Linked DNA regions of Zea mays: regions 1 and 2 are each linked to region 3. The links are chromatin contacts, called in public Hi-C maps. All regions are on one chromosome and are shown on one strand. The core of a region is the stretch at or near the end of the contact, and the rest is flanking DNA. Distances in the headings are between cores, read along the strand shown.

The links. A called contact is a pair of places that touch in the nucleus more often than the background predicts.
Region 1: a Hi-C map of leaf shows a contact between it and region 3, with 5 times the contacts expected there. The contact joins the promoter of LOC100216660 here to the promoter of LOC542088 in region 3. A contact is called at or near these places in 10 of 25 Hi-C or Micro-C datasets (bundle sheath, ear, leaf and 3 more).
Region 2: a Hi-C map of bundle sheath shows a contact between it and region 3, with 4 times the contacts expected there. The contact joins the promoter of LOC100382449 here to the promoter of LOC542088 in region 3. A contact is called at or near these places in 3 of 25 Hi-C or Micro-C datasets (bundle sheath, ear and an unstated tissue).

The regions. Positions count from the first base shown.
Region 1 is chr2:134,820,577-134,824,384 of Zm-B73-REFERENCE-NAM-5.0, forward strand. LOC100216660 (Armadillo/beta-catenin-like repeat) reads right to left here and starts at 1,404. Exons shown (of 8, transcript NM_001359475.1): 1 at 1,330-1,404.
Region 2 is chr2:134,361,599-134,365,409 of Zm-B73-REFERENCE-NAM-5.0, forward strand. LOC100382449 (Aldehyde dehydrogenase) reads right to left here and starts at 1,421. Exons shown (of 10, transcript NM_001175190.1): 1 at 1,129-1,421; 2 at 1-29. The coding sequence starts at 1,311.
Region 3 is chr2:134,593,131-134,596,989 of Zm-B73-REFERENCE-NAM-5.0, forward strand. LOC542088 (aspartic proteinase Asp1) reads right to left here and starts at 1,830. Exons shown (of 8, transcript NM_001305850.1): 1 at 1,519-1,830; 2 at 666-783; 3 at 336-565; 4 at 29-265. The coding sequence starts at 1,670.

The DNA of each region.
Region 1 (3,808 bases), core at 154-2,653, 230 kb after region 3:
ATAACATAGGTTGTATCACAGCCACCAACAAGCCCACATTGAAATAGTACAATAGTACAATCATGCATCCAGATCATCTGATACATTTGGATCATGACTTGCACTTGAGTTGTATTGTAATCAAAGGTTTGCACATGTAGCAGCACTCACAAGTAAAGGAGGCCAGAAGCACAGGCCCCAACGCTTCCTCCAAGACAGTCCTTTCAAGTAGAGTGTTAGATTTGTTATGGGGCAGAAGGTATGTGGATGAGACTTATTGAACTTTTCGTAGTTAGATGTTCATCAGACAAGGTACTGATTCAACGAGCAACACTTCCTCTTATATACCTTAACTTGAAGAGCAATTTGATTATGAGTTTATGACATAGCCAATCCCCCCAAATCTTGAAAGACAGCAATCTCGAACCTTCACTCACCCAAATTCATGAGGCTACAATGCAGCAGCAGAAGCATCCATCATGGACTCTTGACTCTTCCATAGTGTTCTGTAGATTTTTAGTACCATTCTAACATAAAAAAGGACACATACAGTTGCTAGCGGATCCCACCTGAGTGGCGTATGTGGAAGGAATAACCAAGGCAAGTCTTACCCTGCATTTTGCAGATAGGCTGTGTCCAACATTAGTACCATTCTAACTAACCAAGGAAAAAAGATTTGTAAATTTCATTAGATGAGGACACCGACAGACACCTTCACGAAACAAATATACCTTCGCTAGCTATAGAATTCCTGTGCCAGTGACACCTACACCCACCGAATCTGTCAGGATCACAGAAACGGCCAAAAAATCATGCCCTCCTCCACCTCACCCTACCGACAGAGCCCCCAGGCGATGAGATCTCGGCCGCCGCATCCAATATTCCGCTGGGCGCTGGCAGAAAGTCCGTTGAAGACAAAGAGCGATCCCCTGCCGCCGGGTTAGGGGTGGGGACTTTGGGTCCCGGAGGCTGATCTCTCCCCTAGACCTGCAATGGCGGGAGGGCGGCCCAGCGGTGGGTGGCTGGGGTGACGAGGCAGCGGCGCGCCGCCGGCCGCGGGAGGCGGATGCGGCTGGTGGGCGCAATTGGGGCAGAGGAAGCACGTCGGGCGAGCTAAGGGAGGGCAGTGAAGCCGTGACGGTCGGCGGCGGGAGCGCTGGAGGAGGCTGGGACGGCGGTGGTCGGCCGCGAGGACGACGGCGCGGCAAGAAGAGGAGGATGGTGTCGCGCGGCCCGTCAAAACTCAGACGGGTGGAGCTCAGCGTCAGCGAAACCCCAGTGGCCCCACGCGAGTTGCTACAATTGGGCGATATCGACGGACGCGAGATCGAGAAGGGGGCGTGGACTCACCGTTGGCGGGTGGACGGTGGTGGGCGACGGCGGCGGTTCGTCTCACTGTCGCTGCACTCGCTCGCCCACTGCGCTGGCGGTGTGTGTGTGCTGGTGCGTCCGTTAGGGAGAGTGAGAGATGTGAGGAACTGCGTTGGGAGGAGCGATAGGACTGGGTGCCTTTTTTGCGGGTCACTCCTGTCGTTGTCGCGTTATTTCGGAAATGGACAGCCACCTGCGCGTCCTTGGGCAAATTCCACTTTGGCTGTGGACAGCTCCGATACGGTGTACAGTCGTATAATGTACGTGCAGCATAACTACACAAGTGGTACCTTCTTAGGGCATGTACAGTGAAGAGACACCAAAACGGTTCTCCAAGCATAGGAGACAACTAAGAGACTCTATTGTACAATGGAGTGTCTATAAACGTAATCTATTAATAAATACAGAATTAAATGTATTTGTATAGCATCAGATCGATAGAACAGACGACAAATTCGTACAGTGGGAAGTGAGGCGTCTGTTGCTACTTGGTTTACGAGCCAGAGGCGTCTCTTCACGGACAGACGGCTCTAAGATTTTTTTGCAAATAACCCTCTTAAACATCTTAAGAGCCTCCACATTAAACATCACTGTACATGCCCTTAGGAGTACTTAGAGCCTCTTTAGGAGAGATGTATTTCAAAAACTTCAGCTTTAATTTTCCAGCTTCACTATAAAACAGCTCCAGCAAATTATTAAGCAAATTGTTAAGGTGGCATAGCAGGTATGGATCCGGATATTTATTCGGATAATAAATTTTATATCTTTTTTCTTCAATTGTGAATAAATAGGACATAAAATTTGTTATGTAAATTTATATTACTGTTTTCGATATTGAGCTTATTAAGGTCATCTTAAATAATAAATCTCAAATTTGTAATATATCTTTTTTAAATAATTGATATAAAATTAAAATTTTGGATACGGATACATTTCGGATTTGGATGTTTTTACCTTTTTTGTTGTAGGGAGAAAATAATGCAAAAAAATTATTCTTGTCCTCGATAATATATTTAACAATATAACTAAAGATTAGCACCAAATTTTATGCATATTTATATTAAAATATTAAATTTATCATATAATTCGGATGTTTAGGATCCATCCCAGATAGGGTATGCCAGGTATGCCCTCGCATACACACGTGTCTAACATATACAGTGTATATATATATATATATATAATGTTTAACACACAAATAATATTGCGCTAAATGTCTTGTAGTCTATGATTTAAACATAGAAAGAATATTGCGCTAAATGTCTTGTAGTCTATGAATTTTTTTTTTGTTCAGACCTATGTTCTCGGGACCTATGTAACGAAGTATTAGGATGCATGCTGAACGAACAATATAAACAAAAAATCGACAATCTAACATTCGATCGCTCAGATTCTTCGATAGGTGCGGGTGTGAGATGCCACTCGATGCTACACTGTTGGATATACGACTATGTCGCTTGGAAGGTCTCAGCTAAAAAGTTAGATAAATCTTGTTTTCATGTCTACACTATATTTTATAAACTATCAATATAGCTTTTCAGTTATTTTATATTATAGTTTGGGAAGATTTTTAACTTAATTTTAAAAGTTATGACTTATTATTGTTTTTAACTTAATATTTAAATATAACATTTATTGTATAATTTAGTGTATGTATACCAATTAATGTTTAAATTTTAAAATTGTGGGGTTGAGAGTAGTGGGCCCAATCACTCGGGAGTAGAGGTATAGGTGGCAAACGGATGGCTCAACAAAACAGTAGGCAATGAGCATGTATATCTTGTTAAACGTGTTTCGTCCAGCTATAGTGTGGGGGTATTTATAGGGTAACCGGGATAGGTGGCCTAAATACGTCTGTGTCCCTGGTTACCTGCTAAATTCTCTAAATATGTTATACACGGGGTAATTACAGAGTTGTATGCACATAGCCCTAGTTACAACAATCTCTCTACCCTCGGTAACCACTGACAAGTGGGGCCACCCAGGAGCGGGGTGGCTCTCTTTCTAGATAGGTGTCGCTATTGCAAACCCATTCTTGTCGATTAGCCCGAAGTCATTGGGGCCTTCGTTGGGAGGAGGTGTTCCTGCAGCCCTCGCTGAGAGGGGCCTTGGCTTCCTTCCTTGGCCATTCGTAGGACGTGGGCCCTCGCCTTCAACCCCACGTCCAAAATAGCTTTCTCTCTCTCTCTCTGACGGAGGGGACCTCGTCGGTGCCTTCACCTTCAGCCTCACTAAGAGCATCTAGAGGGGGTGAATAGGTGATCCTGCAAAAATGCTTCAACCAATACAAACTTGGTCTATAGAAGGTGTTAGAGTAAATGAAAGTCGCCTAGAGGGGAGGGTGAATAGGGCGAATCTGAAATTTACAAAACTTAAGCACAATTACAAGCCGGGTTAGCGTTAGAAATATAAACGAGTCCGAGAGAGAGGGCGCAAAACAAATCATGAGCAAATAAAG
Region 2 (3,811 bases), core at 171-2,670, 230 kb before region 3:
AACTTGCACGAGGACCTTGTAATCGATATCTGAGGCACCGCCAACAACAGATGCGAAGCAACACGCGGTTATCAGGTGCTCGTACTAGAAAAGTATGGACTTAATCTTGGAGTGATTACTGAGAACTAAACAATCTCTCGGGTTTTACTATTTTTGCTGCCACCGCATGGTACAAGATTTGCCGAGTGCTGCTGGTACGTAATTACAAGTTCAGGGTGAAGTCATTGTCAGAACACAGTGTTGATGACCACGTCGCCTCAGCTTTCAGCCATTTTTTTTTTACTACAACTCAATTCAAGCATAGTAGCAAGCGAGCTACGGTAAATTTTGCAGAACTCGGAGGCCGGGGCTGAGTCATATCACATATCTTAATCTTTTATTTTAAACTTTACTATACAAATAATATCATGTATAGTGCAATTTTTCTATTTTACACTATCTTAGCACAACCCAAGGGTGTCTGGAGGGAGAGGGCTAAATTTAATCCCGTTAAAGATATTAAAAATAGTCTAATTATAAAAACTAATTATACGGATAATTAATCGGTAAGACGAGTCTATTAAGTATAATTAGTTCATAATTCAATCATGTAATGATATAATGAATAGTTACTATTCATGAATTAAGTAGGTTTAAATTTATTTTTATAATTAAACTATATTTAATAGTTAGCATTTGAAAATTCGACGAAAAGCGTACTAAACTTGAGGAACCAAACACCCCCGACACGCAGGAGAATGAAGATCGTGGAAGCAACGCCTCCAAGAACAGAATCAGGGCTCAGGGCTCACTATGCACGTCAGCTGAATGAACTGGATGGTGTCCATCAGTCCATGTGTATCCGGGATGAGAGGGGGGCATCTCATCGGAATCCGAGGCCTCGTTACGAATTGGGGAACGCCCACGAGAGCGCGTGTAAAGTCAAACAATAAACACTAAAACCCATTAGAATCGGAAAGTAGGAAGCAGAGTAGTAACAGACTACGAGCATCTTGTCTCCACGGCGAAGAAGAACAATCGATCAGGAGCGTCCGGGGAACAAGAGGAATCATGGCATGGCCGCTGGCCGCATGGGAGAGCGATGTGAGGTTGTATCTATGCGGACCTCCAAAGCGCTAATTAGTTTACCTCGTGGAGGTAGGACTCCATGTGCGGCTTGGCCAGGTCCTCATGGAGCGCGGCGCTGATCTCGGCCTCCTTCTCGTCGATCATCCGGATGAGCCCCTTGAGCTGCTCCGCCCGCCACTCGGCCCGGCGCGTCCGCCCCGACGCGAAGCTCGCGCGCAGCTCCTGCACCGTCTCCTCCGCCATCCCTCCGTTCCTTCCCCTCCTCCTCCTCCTCCTCGTCCTCCTCCCTTAGGGTCACGGCAACGGAGGAGCAGAGCGACGAGAAGGCAGAGGGAGTCAGGTGGCGGTAGGCGCGACGGCTGCTGGCGGCGGCAGCCCTGTGTATATAATATATATACACGCGCGCGCTCACCGGATTACCCGGGGGATTGAATTGGACACGACTGCTCGTTTGGTTTGAAAGTTCTCTTCGCTTGCGGGGCCGCCAGCAATCCCTTGTTGAGGTTGGACTCGGACAAGAAATAATTACCATGGGGGAGACCGGGAGAGACGCTGTAGCTAGCTACGGTTTGCGAAGGCATGTTCCTCAACTCTTTCTTTGGTTACTATCAAATTTATATCGAAGAGAAGGACAAGGCCAAGATAAACTTTATAACACTCTTGGACATGTACTGCTTCATTCCGAATGTGGGCTCAGCATTCTTGAAAATGATGAAGACCATTCTAGAAAATCAAATTCTTCGCAACATCTTTACTTACATCAACGACAATCAACAACAACAAAGAAGATCATCTGATAGAACTCGCAGAAACATTTGTAAACATGCTAAAAGCTAGGCTCACACAAAGGCATTGAGGCCTCAACCCAGAAAAATGCATCTTTGAAATCCGTCAATGAAAAATTCTGGAATATTTAGTCTAACACAAAGGTATTGCGGCCTATCTTAACAAAGTAAAGGCAATAACAAATATAAAGACCCCAAGACTATGAAGGACGTCCACAGGCCGACCGGTAGAATAGTGTCCCTCAACAAAATTTTCTCACGTTCAACCGAGCAAAGGCTCCCCTTCCTCAAGACTTTGCACGAAGCAAAAAGACTTCGTCTAGGGGCAAGAACAAGAGACAACCTTCGAGTCGCTTAAGGTCTACCTAACAGAGTTGATAATGCTAGTCAGGCAAAGGCAACCATCTTGCTCTATGTCGTGGCTTCGCATAGCGTTGTCAACGTGACCTTTGTTCAAGAAAAGGAGGTCAAAAGCAAAGCACAACAATACCCGATCTACTCCGTCTCCGGAGTCCTCACTCAATCAAAATCTAACATGTCGGAGATGGAAAAAATATAGGGCAATGAAAAACTTGAGATCAAATGGGAAGGTCCCTTTGTCATCATTAAGAAGACTTTGCCAAACTCATACAAGCTAGTAATCTAAACAAGGAACAAACTCAAGCATGGATGGAAGTGTGAATACCTTAGAAAATTTTACATCTAGCCAGTCTCACTAAGCGAGGACCTTCAAAGTTCTCTATAATTTTCTCTTTTCACAACTGTCCTCGGGTACGTACTCTTTTCCTGACAAGGGAGTGAGATTTTTAATGAGACAGAGTCTTGTAACAATATATCTTAAAAATATTCTCTCAGAAAAGTGTCACGAGGTTGAAAGGCTTGAACACAAGCCTAACATTAGACACGGAAAAAAGTGCAACAGTCATCGCATCAGCAAAGACATGAAATCTAGCTAATTGTGTGTGACTAAGACACCTAAAGGTGTAAACGAACCAAGAAATGGTTTGAAGACGCCTAAGGGCATAGCCGAATAAAAAATGATATGAGTGAAGACATCTATGGGGGTAAACAAATCAAGAAATGGTTCGAAGACGCCTATAGATGCAATAGGATAAAAATGATCTAAAGGAAGATACCTAACGGAGTAATGAATCAAGAAATGATTTGAATATGCCTAAGGGCGTAGCCAGATCAAAAATGAGTTGAGCAAAGACACCTAAGGATATGAATAAATCAAGAAATGATTTGAAGGCGACAAAGGGCACACCTGAATCAAATGATCTTAGCAAAGAAACCTAAGGATGTAAACAAATCTAGAAATGATTTGAAGACACCTAAGGGCACAACCAGATCAAGTCTGACTGAACTACGATTCCATCTTGGGTTCTAGGACCAGTCTGCACTAAAACGGTCGCCCATGATGGATCTGAACTTCGATTGGGTCATGCTTGTTATGGATGGAAATTTAAGGAGAGAAGCTAATCAACCCAACTGGTGCTAACTTAAAATTCATCCAAGGTCAACGGGAATCGTCAAAACAAGTCAGCGGCCATATTCTGTTATGGTGTTGTGACACCGTTTGTTGGACTGTTAGCTCGTGTATCATGTTGGAGCCCATTAGGGGTGCGTCCAGAGGACTTGCACGCCTCTAAACTTTATATTATCAGCAACAACCAGCACCATTGGGGTTAGGTTTTGCTTAGATTCATTCTATCATTGAACAGTGTCACCGTTCATCGGTTTGTGAGAACCCACCTCGTGATCAATACAATTTTACATTGTGTTTTTTTGTTCTTGCTTATGTTCTTGATTGTGCTAATAGGGATAGGCCTTCAAGGTGAGGTCACTCTTGTGTCACGGTTGATAACCAAAGGAGCAGTGGTGTAGTGATTGCGAGGATTTGTTTGCTCGGACCCTTGGATCATCAACGTCGAGATCTCCACCCAATCAAGTTATCA
Region 3 (3,859 bases), core at 580-3,079:
TACAAACACCAGCTGAAAAGATGCGTACCCAGATGTCCTCTGAGCCATCGGCACCCAAGTTACACGTGATGAAGGCACAACATCATCCCCAAAGAAGAGGAACCCCCCTCCATTCGTGCTTAGGCAATGGCCGACGACATTTTTGGTGATCCCTTGCTGCTTGAGCTGTGAAACAAGGCTAACTGATCCCCTCCCGAGCCCAAGCATGCCGTCAATCGCTGCCTGCACAGCGCCATTTTTCCCCACTTGCTGGTCATATCCACAGCTGCGCAAACAAAATTAACCGTTAACAGCTGAATCCAGTGTCATTCATCAGACAACGTTAAGTATTGTACCCAAATGTGAGGCCAGGACGAATGTTGGAGGATCTCATGGGCAGTGAGAAGCTGTCGTTGATCAGCACACCCTGAGAAGATGCACTGTCGGTGTACTTTATCTGATAGTCGCATTGTTTTGGTGAAGGGCACTTGTTATTAGAGCCCTGTCCGCTGTGAAGTGCAGTGCAGAGTGCGTTTGCACACGGTACAAGGCGGTTTGCCGTTGGTCGATACAAGGGATGTGGCACCTGCAACAATCAGGAACGCAACATCAAGGACCAGGCCAAGATTCTTCTGCATAAACAAAGGAAGACTAGAGTTATGGCAATCGACAACCCTGAAGACTACCTTGTTGCAACTCCGACAGGGTGCGTCGCACTGCAGCCAGGTGAGATCGCTGCCAGTGTCCACGTCCAGGAAGTAGGGCTTCGCTGGGTTCCCAATGTTCATCGTGACATAGTAGTGGCTGCAGATGGAGTGGAAAATGGTCAAGGTTTGTATACAAGTGTCAAGTGGATTCTCAAGTCCTTATAAACTTTGATGGTACTACATGATAAAAACGAAACAGAAGATTGTTTTTTTTCCTGTTTTCTTTTATTAGAAGAGTGGAGAATTTGGAGTTATTACTGTGAAACAAAGAGCAAGCAAAGGCAGCGGAACCAAAAAAAAAAACAGAGGAAACGAGGAAATTTCGGTAGGGGTAAAAGTGTTCGCGAAAAGGCCTCGCTTGCGGTGGCATTTTGTTGCAGTGAAGAGTAACTTGTGATGCTATGACGTGCAGGTGAAAACGGCAAAAAGAGAAGCTACGAAAAGTGAGAGACAGAGATAGGGAAAAATCCGTAGGATTGTACAAGCACAGGCAAGAAAGGGGAACAGAGTCAAAAGGTAAAATTCGCGATTCGACCGGCGACTTGGTCAGACAAGGCCGACGCCCGCGGCGCGACGGAGGCGACGATGCCCTGCATTCCGCGAGAAAAAGCCCCCAAACCGCCAGGCGCGGCCGCAACTGATTAAGCAAGAAGGCACAACGACTGCTCCAGCAAAAAGGTCCGAATCGGGCATCTAATCGAATGGCAAGAACTCGAATTTACCGGCGAATCCCTTCCCACCTCGCACGAGCGAGCGGCCGTGCTGATTGGCTCCAATACTACAATCGGGCTTCGATCAGGGTACACAAAGGAGAGAACGTCGACCAGCGTACCCGGTGGGGTATACGTCTCCCTGGAGCTGGAACACGGCAGTGGACGACGACGGCGATCTCGCCATCGTGGCGGCGCGTGACGGGGTGGCCGCGAGCGGGAGGAGCAACAGGAGCAGGAGGCCGGCCGCCGGGGTCCACCTGGAAACCTCCATTGCGAGGCGAGGCGAGGTGGAAGGGGCAGGGTGAGCGCCCGCCAGAAGCGGCTGTGGTTTCCTTCCCCACCTTCCTCTCGTGCCTCTTCTGCCCGGGAGACTGGACTTAGAAAGCAGGAGAAGAGAGGAACGAGAAAAAAACTTGGCTCCGTATCAGGTGCACAAACGACGGCCCGTGCACAAATGCACAAAGCGCATCAAGTCCACACATCCGGCAACCAACGGCAGCTGGTCTTTTTTCAAAGAACCCCCCGCGCAACCATCCCGTGCTCGCCTTCCTTTTTGCAAAAACAGACCCGTGCGCCATCGAGGCTTCTCTTGTACGCCAGCGACTCCTCGCCTACCGCCACCGTCACAGTCGTCGCGCGCCCCTGCTCGGCCCCATCGCGTGCCCCTGTTCAGCCCCATCGTGTGCCGCCACCGCCGCAGTCGTCGCGCGCCGTCGCTCGGCCTCATCGCGTACCGCCGCCGCCGTGGCAAAATCGTGTCCGTAGGGGCATGGAGGAGCCACCGCCACTCTGCCCTAGTGGCAGCTTGATGGCACTCCTCACTGCCATGGACGAGCGAGGGATACCTGGCTCTAGTGGTCTTCAAGACGATGCTCACGTTGAATTCGATGGTCTTAAAGCCGACGCTCACGTACAACCTGCCCATGATCCTGTTGAAGCGGATGCTCCTATCCATAATTCTGTTCAAGCGGAAGCTCCTGTACATGATCATGTTCTAGCAGCAGAACGTGTTGATCCTTCATATGGATTTAGTACACCCAAAAAGGATCAATTCCATTGTACATCGGTGAGGAATTTGTTTTTTTCGTGATCAGTCATTTATTTTTCATGATCAATTTTGTGTACTTTTTGTTTATTATGAGCTGCGTATTTAGACATGATAAGTCATTTATTTTTTTCATGGCAGTCGTCGTCATCGTTTGTACCTGATTGCGAGCATAGTTTGAAACCAGTGATCGGAATGTCATTTGATAGTCTTGATGAATTAGAAGGATTCTACAAGACATATGCACATGAATGTGGGTTTTCGGTTCGTATAGGAGCTCAAGGCAAGAAAAATGATGTGGTTGAGCATAAGAGGTTTGTGTGTTCTAGGGAAGGATTCACAAGGAGATGTGCTGAAGCAAAAAACCAAAAGAAGCACTTTGAAACAAGATGTGGATGCAATGCACGTGTATATGTGAGGTTGGGTCAGGACAAGAGGTATTATATCGCTTCATTTGTAGAGGAGCATAACCATGGTCTAGTCTCACCAGATAAAATTCCTTTTCTCCGATCAAACCGAACAATCTGTCAAAGAGCCAAGACTACTTTATTCACGTGCCATAAAGCAAGTATTGGTACATCACAAGCATATAGACTTTTACAAGTAAGCGATGGTTTCGATAATATTGGATGTATGAAGCGGGATCTTCAGAACTACTATCGGGGACTTAGGGAGAAAATAAAGAATGCAGATGCTCAGTTATTTGTGGCACAGATGGAGAGGAAGAAAGAGGCAAATTCGGCCTTCTTCTATGATTTTGCTGTGGATGAGCATGGAAAGTTAGTGTATATATTCTGGGCTGATGCTACATGTAGAAAGAATTATACTCACTTTGGTGATTTAGTATCGGTTGATGCAACATATAGCACAAACCAATACAATATGAAATTTGCACCTTTTACCGGTGTGAACCATCATATGCAAAGTGTTTTTTTCGGAGCTGCTTTCCTAGCAAATGAGAAGATTGAGTCCTATGAGTGGTTGTTTCGGACTTTCCTGGTGGCAATGGGGGGGAAAGCCCCAAGACTTATCATAACAGATGAAGATGCTAGTATAAAATCAGCAATTAGAACCACTCTCCCAGATACAATTCATAGGCTCTGCATGTGGCACATTATGGAGAAGGTTTCTGAGAAGGTGGGTCATCCAACAAGTCATGACAAGGAGTTTTGGGATGCTTTGAACACTTGTGTATGGGGCTCAGAAACTCCAGAAGAATTTGAGATGCGCTGGAATGCTCTCATGGATGCTTATGGTCTTGAGAGCAATGAATGGTTAGCTAATAGATATAAAATTCGTGAGTCATGGATTCCAGCGTTCTTTATGGATACACCTCTTGCAGGAGTCCTTAGAACTACTTCAAGATCTGAAAGCGCAAATTCATTCTTCAATCGCTTTATACACCGCAAATTATG